2 separate regions of the Zea mays genome follow, and region 2 is linked to region 1. Evidence: chromatin contacts called from public Hi-C data. All regions are on one chromosome and are shown on one strand. Each heading gives the region's core, a stretch centred on a gene start, on an enhancer-like site or on the middle of the called end of the contact. The rest is flanking DNA. Distances are from core to core; before and after follow the strand shown. Region 1 holds the start of LOC100278051. Region 2 has its middle 52 kb from the start of LOC103626959.

Region 1 (4,723 bases), core at 792-3,291:
GTTCCACCTATCTCCCCAGTCTATGGCAAATGAAAATACATGAAAGGAATGCAAGTGCGAAGTACATACAGCAGTAAATAAAACCATGCATGTAAATATCACAATTAGCAAGGGTAACCAGTGTTTGTGCGTTTGTGTCCAAGTTTGATGAACACCCCTAAGGCTCTGTAAGGGAGTGGTCCTTCTTTGATTCTCTGATAAATGACGGAACAGCTCTCTTGCATGTCCCCAAAAATATAAAAAATAAAAAATTAAAGAGGAAAATAGAATTGATCTTAACAGAAAACACACATTATTCACAAAGAAACACAAATAGACAAAAAAAATGAACAAAACTTCATTGCTGGAAATCCAATATGCAACCAAGTAAAATGCAGTCTGCATAACATACAACCAGAATCGGGGTGCAAGCCAACTATAGTGCAGTGTTTGGTTTCATGTTCAAATAAGGAAAGGTTACTGCATGAGTTTCGTCTGAGAACAATTATTCAATTTCAATTGCAAGGAGCTCCAAGGAATTGGCTCCAATGTACATGCAGCAGAGCGATCGAACAAAATAATAGCTTGTCCCGAAAGGAACCTGCTCAGCACAAAGCAGTAGCCAGCTTTTTGGATGGTTGAATTGTTGCAAATTCTGCCCAGTTTTCCCAATAACAACACTCGCAAACAATCATGAACAGATTCGAGGATCACAACATAAATATTTGAGGATTTCTTGACAGGAAATGGGAATATCAAAGAAGCACCAAGTCAAGCAACATAAGTAAACGGGCATAAAATATAGCATATGCACTTCTATTGTAAATAAAACCACCAATACAGTACGAGAAGACAACGACAAAGATGATGGGCATGGTACACAAAAGAAAAGGTTTCATGAAATCAAACAAAGCAAGAAGGCTTTGAAGGAAGGGGACATGTGCAACAGCAAAAGTAGAAGACCAGTTTTGAAATGAACTGATCAACTGAACCATGTAAATGCCACCACGACAACTAGAAAAGACAACTATAGTCTACCAGATAACAAGGGCACTAGACAACCAATTCCAAGCACCTCAAGATCACATAAAAAGGACTATGTACACAGCCACCAGCATTTACAAGCTGCCAAGAAAAAAGAGAATAATATGTAATCTATTGCAGACAAGCGCATATAACCAACACAGACCACAAGCAATAGATCAGCCAATACACGAAAAAAACATCAAAGCTGCAGGCATCATGGTGGAAAGAGATCACTAATCTGCTAAGTAAGTAATCGAACTGGCTTCCCCTTCCTGTACCATATAATTCATTAACATACATCTCTGAACGGCAGCCACAAACTCATCTTCCTCCAAGCAAACATGACCAATTAGCAACAAAACAATCCAGACACAAAATGGAAGCGCAGTCCTCCCTCTCCACCTCCACCACAGAAATGGAAATTACTTGCCACCTGCTAAATAACTATAGCACCCCCATTAATAACAGCAGCAGATGCAGCGGAGTTACATAATACAAGCAGGCAGACGAGGAGTGAAATTAACTCCCCCACCAAAAATTCAAATCACACCCAACCCTTCCACCGTGACGACAACAACACGGCCCCCAGCCAAACATACGACAAGGGAAAGGAAGAAGAGGGGCAATACCACCACCGTGACGCTGATCCGCGTCGGCGCAGCTCCTGAGCACCTCCCCGCTCCCACCTCCGGGGCCACCACCGACGACGGCCCCATCCACCCCCTCCACAGCAGCTGCCGGCGCCAGGATCTTCCCGAACTCCACCTTGGCTGGTAACGGCAGCTCCACCGCATCCATCCACCCGGCCCCGCAAGGCCCAGGACCACCGAAATCGCACCCCCACCTCACCTCCAAAACCGGCTCAAATCAGCGCCGTTCCTGGTCGCGCGGGCGGAGAATCGGGCCACGGGGAGGAGCGGGGCCTCCGATTCGCGCGAGATCTGGTGGGATCGGCCCGTGGCGCGGGCGGCGGCGGCGCGGCGGGGGCAGGAGAGGGGGGACATCTAGGGCTTGTGAGCGGCGGAGGTGGGTGGGTGTGACGGAGGAAAGGGAAAGGGGAGGGAGCGCGGAGGTATATATAGTTTTCGGGAAAATACAAGGCCGAAGTGGGGGCAACGGCCGCCTCACGCACTCGCTGCGAGCCTGTGACCCGGGGCAGCTCAGTGCCGTGTGGTTTTCTGGGATTTCAATCCATTTCCTCTATTTTCTTCGGCTTCTTTACTACTCCGTTTTATATAGTAGTGTCGGAAATTTCTGGTTGAGGGTTCTGGAAGAACCAATCCTGGATATCCGCTGAGATAAGAATTGTTTTGCTTGTGTTCACAGAGTGCTCGAGATATTTTTTTCCTTTTCGACTCCCAGTCAACTTTAGACAACGGAGTGGAATGTTGCACATGGGACTAGATCACCATAATTAATTGCAAAATGATAGATTCTTTGCTCTTCAATAGCAATACAAAAAATATATATATGAGTAAGACGATATAAATAATTACAAAGAGTTCTTCTAAAATACGTAGAGACAAATGTGATATTATGGTTAAAAGAAGGAACTTAATTAGTCCTGTTTCGTCCGCTCGGAAAACCCGAAAACGGTACAGACACCAGAAGAGTACGTGCCGGAACGGTTCAGTCCTTATTTTCGGAATCTAGGACATCTAAGCCCAAAGATGACAAACCACACTCTCAAATGGGCACACGGCCACAAACCCACACACACCGGAGCCCAACAGGAGCCTAAATCCTACCGGCTACCGTCTACGGCCTATCTGTCGAAGTGATGAACTGAAGATTGGGAAACCCTAAGTCCCTAAATGAGGGCCTGTTTAGTTCTATATCTAAGTTACCAAAAAATTGTCACACATTTTTATGTCATATTTGTCTAAGGTGTCTAAGGTTAGACGCTTAAATTATGTGCCACACTTTACTAAGTCTAAGGAAATCTTGTTACACTTTTATAAGTCATTGACGAGTTGGATCTACATAGCTGGAGAAAAATCTATTCATAATTGTGCTCTAAACCAAATATATATCTAACTTGGTCAAACTTGTCTAATCTTAAATGTGGTAAATTGTGGCAAGTGAAGCAATAAACCAAACATCCATGAGTGACACAGATTGCCACGCCATGGTCATATACGTATGCAGCGTGTTTTCAAACTAAGAGAGCAGAACGAAGGAGAGATTAAAGCCTCTAATAACTAGTCGTCGTTATCTAGAGTTTCTTTTCGTTTATGTTTTGGTGTGTGTATCTTTTTCCACATTTTTGTTTTAGTTTTGGCGTTGGTTTCGTTCTGACTTTGTTCATTTTGGTCATTTTTTCTTGGTTAGTTGGAGTATTGGAGCCATGGAGCGTGCATTGCCTGAGACATGAGATATAAGTTTAATGGTTGATATCTTGATACGATATTACATAATCCGGCTAACGTTTTCAGTTACCGTCTATTTTCATTGTGTATCTGTTCGTTGTAATCCGTTCATGTAATCATATATCCCGCTACCGTTTCCGGCCATCCTGCTCCAACTCCTGTTTTCGATAAAAAAAACCGGCCATCTTGCTCCAGCTCCTGTTTTTGATAAAAAAAAATACAGGAACTTGAATGGGAGAGGGTTTTTCCGACTATTTTTGTCTGTTTTCATACCTAGAAGCGACTTGTTAATTTTCCCCCTTCCCGTGTCTCTCAAATTCACTTGTAATATTGCTCTTAATATATTCTATATCTTTACAAAGCAATCAAGTGAAAAGGACTTGCTTTCTTCTTCTTATCTCTACTCAAACTTGGTTAGTCGCCTAGAGGGGGGTGAATAGGGCGAAACTGAAATTTACAAATATAAACACAACTACAAGCCGGGTTAGCATTAGAAATAAAAACGAGTCCGCGAGAGAGGATGCAAAACAAATCTCAAGCAAATAAGGAGTGTGACACAAGGATTTGTTTTACCGAGGTTCGGTTCTCGCAAACCTACTCCCCGTTGAGGTGGTCACAAAGACCGGGTCTCTTTCAACCCTTTCCCTCTCTCAAACGGTCCCTTCGACCGAGTGAGCTTCTCTTCTCAAATCAAAAACCGGGAACAAAACTTCCCCGCAAGGGCCACCACACAATTGGTGCCTCTTGCCTTGATTACAATGGAGTTTTGATCACAAGAACAAGTGAGAAAGAAAAGAAGCAATCCAAGCGCAAGAGCTCAAAAGAACACGGCAAATCTCTCTCGCTAGTTACTAGAGCCTTGTGTGGAATTGGAGAGGATTTGATCTCTTTGTGTGTCTAGAATTGAATGCCTAGCTCTTGTAAGTGGTTGAGAAGTGGAAAACTTGGATACCATGAATGGTGGGTGGTTGGGGGTATTTATAGCCCCAACCACCAAACTAGCCGTTTGGTGGGGCTGACTGTCGTATGGTGCACCGGACATGTCCGGTGCGCCAGCCACGTCACCCGGCCGTTAGGGTTCCGACCGTTGGAGCTCTGACGCTGGGCCCGCCTGGATGTCCGGTGGCGCACCGGACATGTACTGTAGACTGTCTGGTGCACCAGTATGGGCGTGCCTGACTTCTGCGCGCGCTGGCGCGCATTTAATGCGTCTGCAGGTAGCCGTTGGCGCCGAAGTAGTCGTTGCCCCGTTGTTACACCGGACAATCCGGTGTACACCGGACATGTCCGGTGAATTATAGCGGAGCAGCTGTTGCGAATTCCCGAGGCTGCCAAGTTCCAGAGCCGCG
Region 2 (4,723 bases), core at 747-3,246, 160 kb after region 1:
CATCGGCGATGGTAAAACTAGGCATCTTACCATGTGGTAAAGCCGATTGCTGGGCTGTCTCGTATTCTTTATTATGGACGGCATGAGCAGCGTGGGCCCACGCACCATCATGTGGGCTATGTCGACCCCTGGCCTTCGTAGCTTGGGGCTCGATGCGACTCGTTGTGTTGCGCCCTTCTAGCAGCCTATTCGTTCAGGCCTAGTCCCGATAGGCCATGAGTGTGCCACAGGCTGGGGGACGTGCATGCCATAAATGTGTCGTAGTCCGAGGGGATCATAGGTCATGAGTGCTCTATGGCTCGAGGGGTTTGTAGGTCATGAGTGCGAGGTAGACCGACACGTCCGCTGTTGCTCGGCGTCAGGCGCAGTTAATGCGGTTGGTCATTTATGACGAGTCGGTCTCGAGCCAAGCGTGTGATCCACTCGAGTGGTTTCCCTTCGACACACCCGACCCCCCTGTCTGGTTCCGCCATGCCCAACCCCAGTTTCTATGCCACGGGGTTTGTCCGGGGCGGGCTCTTCCAAGGTAGACGTTACCTATCTCCTCCTACTGACTAGTGGGCCCCAGTTGTCGGAGGCATTTTCCTTGGTGTGCTCGCTGACCAATGGGCTCCAGGGATCAGGGTTCATATCCCCGATAGTAGCCCCCAAACCCCCGAGGGGAGAATGTCTTTCCTCGAGTGCTGATGAAGAATCGGACGCTACCTTTTATCCTAGTGTGTACTTCCACAACCTCGCGTATTTGGTGCTAAAACATCACTGCTTTTCATACGCGGTGCTCGATGTCTAACCCGCTTTGCCACGCCTTGTGCCTCCGTGTAAATAGTCCCTCATTTGGGCAGCTTTTGTCACGTCCTGCCTTTCTTTCTTGAGGGGTGGCCCGCTACAGTTTATAGGAAGCTCCAGTGCAGGAATCCCTCGCCTGACTGCCATCGCAGCAAAATCAACCCAAGGGCCTTCCTACACTAACCACTCCCCTACTGCCCTTGCCCCTTTCGGGTAAGGTAGTCATCCACTAGCTTTCCTAGTTAATCAGCCAAGGGTGTCCCATTAAACCCTTGTGGTAGCACTGTTTTCCCGAGTGGTTCTCCATGTTCCCATTAACATAATGATCTTATCATGAACAGTAAATAATAAACTGATAATAAAAAGTGTAATAATGAGTGATGTATATCTCCATACCCAAAACCATATAAAGCAATAGCATATACTACCCAAAAATATTCAGTGGTAAAACAAGGTATAAAGATAGCCAAAACTGGGTAACCTATTGGATCCCATCAAAATTAACCTATGCAGATCATTATGATTAATAAGAACATGACTGGGTAAAAAGGAAGTGATCAAGGGCACAACTTGCTTTCAATGAGCTCCTGCTCAGCAACTTCTATCTGTTGGGCACCAGGATCCTCTGTGGCTTGCTCATCTACTCGCATCAATACAAACATACATAGTATAAAGAGAAAATTAACATCATACCAAACATGTAAACAAAATACATAATAATAATATACACATTAAAATGATATCATAGGAACAAGAATTAATAATTTTGGAGTTATAGATTTTAAGATATGAATTTCCCAAGGTTTTATGCATTTAATACAAGATCAAGTAATAGATAAATTTTTATGTGTCTTTCATGCCAAAACAGTGGCACTAATGGATAGACAATAATATTACAAAAAATTAGGAACTGGAATGGACCAATTTGGAGTTCATATGCATTTTCTATTAATTATACAAATTCTAGGAATTGTTTCCTATTAAAAACTCATTTTCTAAATAAAGTCTATAGATTTTAGATCTATCTGGACCGCGCACCAATTAATCAGAAGCATAGGGGCTAGCGTGCAAGAATTCCTGCGCTGTACAGGGTGTACTGTGGGTTTGTTCTCTAAAATTATATGGGGTTTTCTGCAAAGTGGCATGGCGAAGGGGTATTGGCCGATTACGGCCGTCCGATTAGAAACGAACGGTGCCGATTAGATCGCCCAACACCCACGCCGCCCGATCTGAATCCAAGAGCCCGAATCGGCCCAGCGATACATCCGCCCTACCAATAATCTTGTCCGTTCCATTTGCATTCAATGATCTCGATTTAAAACGCCTACGACCGCATATGCACCCGTCGTGATCAATTCAATGGCCCAGATTTTTTTATACGGTGGCACACTCTGGACCGTTGATCTATCCATCGACTGCCCACATCCCATCTTCCTCCTCCCGACCCTCTCTTCCAAAACAGAAAACGGCGGAGGTGGCCATCGCCGACGAGGCTAATCCTCGGTATAGGCGCACCAAATTTCAATTCAACGGCTCTACATGTTGTGGTAATCAAAGCGGACCTGGGCAAAGTTTCCATACCGGGAATTGCGTGTGCAGGCGTGACGTCCACGGGGTGGAGCAGCTTCATGGCGGAAGGCAAGGTTCGGCGAACAATTCCCGGTTGCCTGGTGATTGATTCCACCCGCGAACGCCACATACAACCCCCCGATGGCACGCACAAGCCCACGACCCAGCCCAAGATCCCGGCCAACGGCGAAGAACAGACTGGTGGCGGCGCGGATGTTTACTTGACGCAGGGGCATGGTTCTCTCTCTCCTTCTCAGCTTGGGCCCTAATAAGTTCGCGAGAAGCTAGTCCCAGAAGCGGCGCACGCGCTTATATGCGGAGGAGGTTGATTCCGCAACGGCCTCCTGAGCTCGCGGTGGGAGATGGCCGCGCGGAAGTCGGTGTAGCAGGTGGATTTCGCGAGCAATGGCGACAGAGGATGACCAGTGGGTCCCAGGCCGCAGTGACCACGCCCGCCCGCGGGGTTCTCGGATCGCCGTTTGACTCCTGGACCCACCCGTCAGTGAACGATAGGTCACACGGAGTGCTGACTCACCGGGTCCACCCACCAGCGATCCGCAGCACACACGACACACTCGCCTGGGCCGCGCTGAGGGAGTTAAGGTGGTTATGGGCCAGAATAGTAGCTGTCGGCCCGCTTAGGTCAGATTCGTTTTATTCTTTTCTTTTTACCCTCTATTTCCTTTTCTCTATTTCCAAATTCAATTTGGATTCAAATTTAAATTCAAAGTGTGTGGCCAATTCGTCTTCACATTTAAATGTTCAATTTACACATAGAATGGTAATTATTTATTTATTTATAATATTTTTATTTTATTTTGTTTTGTATAGCATTTCTCTCTTTCTATATTATTTCCAATTTCCCCAATTCGCACTTTTGGGGTTAAATCCAAATTCTCCACTCTTTGTAATATTTTTATCTATGTTATTATTGTTTTGAATGCACAAACAAATAAAATCCAATATGATGCAGTGGTTTACTTGTGTCTTAGTAAAGTGTCGGGGACCATAATTAGGGGTACCCTCAAGGCTCCTAATTCTCAGCTGGTAACCCCCATCAGCACAAAGCTGCAAAGGCCTGATGGGTGCGACTAAGCCAGGGATCGGTCCATTCGAGGGACTCGATCACGCCTCGCCCGAGCCCAGCCTCGGGCAAGGGCAGCCGACCCCGGAGAATCTCCGTCTCGCCCGAGGCCCCCCTCCAGCGACGAACAAACTTCCGGCTCGCCCGAGGCCCAGTCTTCACCAAGAAGCAACCCTGGCCAAATCGCCACGCCAACCGACCAAATCGCAGGGGCATTTAATGCAAAGGCGGCCTGACACCTTTATCCTGACGCGCGTCCTCCAGTCGACAGAGCCGAAGTGACCGCAGTCACTTCGCCGCTCCACTGACCGGCCTGACAGAAGGACAGCGCCGCCTGCGCCGCTCCGACTGCTGTGCCACTTGACAGAGTGAGGCTGACAGGCAGTCAGGCCCGGCCTCAGGCACCATAGGGAACTCCGCTCCGCCCGAACCAGGGCTCGGACTCGGGCTCAGCCCCGGAAGACGGCGAACTGCGCTCCGCCCGACCCAGGGCTCGGACTCGAGCTCAGCCCCGGAAGACGGCAAACTCCGCTCCGCCCGACCCAGGGCTCGGACTCGGGCTCAGCCCCGGAAGACGACGAACTCCGCTCCGCCCGACCCAGGGCTCGGACTCGGGCTCAGCCCCGGAAGACGGCGAACTCCGATCCGCCCGACCCCAGGGCTCGGACTCGGGCTCAGCCCCGGAAGACGACGAACTCCGCTTTGCTCGACCCTAGGGCTCGGACTCAGCCCTGGCCTCAGCCGACGGTCTCCGCCTCGCCCGACCCAGGGGCTCGGACTCGACCTCGGCCACGGAAGACAGACTCGACCTCGACCTTGGAGGAGCCTCCACATCGCCCAACCTAGGGCGCGGACCGACCACGTCAACAGGAGGCGCCATCATTACCCTACCCCAAGCTGACTCAGGTTAAGGGGAACAAGACCGGCGTCCCATCTGGCTCGCTCCGCCAGACAAGTAATGATGGCACCCCGCACGCTCTCTGACGACGGCGGCTCTCAGCCCCCTTATGGAAGCAAGAGGACGTCAGCAAGGACTCAACAGCCCCGACAGCTGTCCTTCCGCCAGGCTCCAGTGCTCCTCCAACAGCCACGACACCACACGAACCGGGTGCCAAAACCTCTCCGGCTGCCACGATGGCATGTACTTAGGGCGCTAGCTCTCCTTCGCTAGACATGTTAGCACTCTGCTACACCCCCCATTGTACACCTGGATCCTCTCCTTACGCCTATAAAAGGAAGGACCAGGGCCCTCTTACAGAGGGTTGGCCGTGCGGGGAAGAGGAC

The links. Hi-C and Micro-C count contacts between places; a contact is called where the count stands out from the background.
Region 2: a Hi-C map of endosperm shows a contact between it and region 1, with 2.1 times the contacts expected there. The contact joins the enhancer-like site here to the promoter of LOC100278051 in region 1. A contact is called at or near these places in 3 of 25 Hi-C or Micro-C datasets (endosperm and leaf).

Annotation. Positions count from the first base shown.
Region 1 is chr5:140,681,918-140,686,640 of Zm-B73-REFERENCE-NAM-5.0, forward strand. LOC100278051 reads right to left here and starts at 2,042. Exons shown (of 6, transcript NM_001354131.1): 1 at 1,635-2,042. The coding sequence starts at 1,803.
Region 2 is chr5:140,846,460-140,851,182 of Zm-B73-REFERENCE-NAM-5.0, forward strand. No RefSeq gene overlaps it. Among protein-coding and RNA genes, the nearest start is that of LOC103626959, 52 kb to the right of the region's middle. Within about 2 kb of position 1,997, at least 17 of the 20 cell types and tissues checked have an H3K27ac peak or open chromatin away from gene starts, as enhancers often do. A contact at or near this core is called in endosperm and leaf, where this site is marked.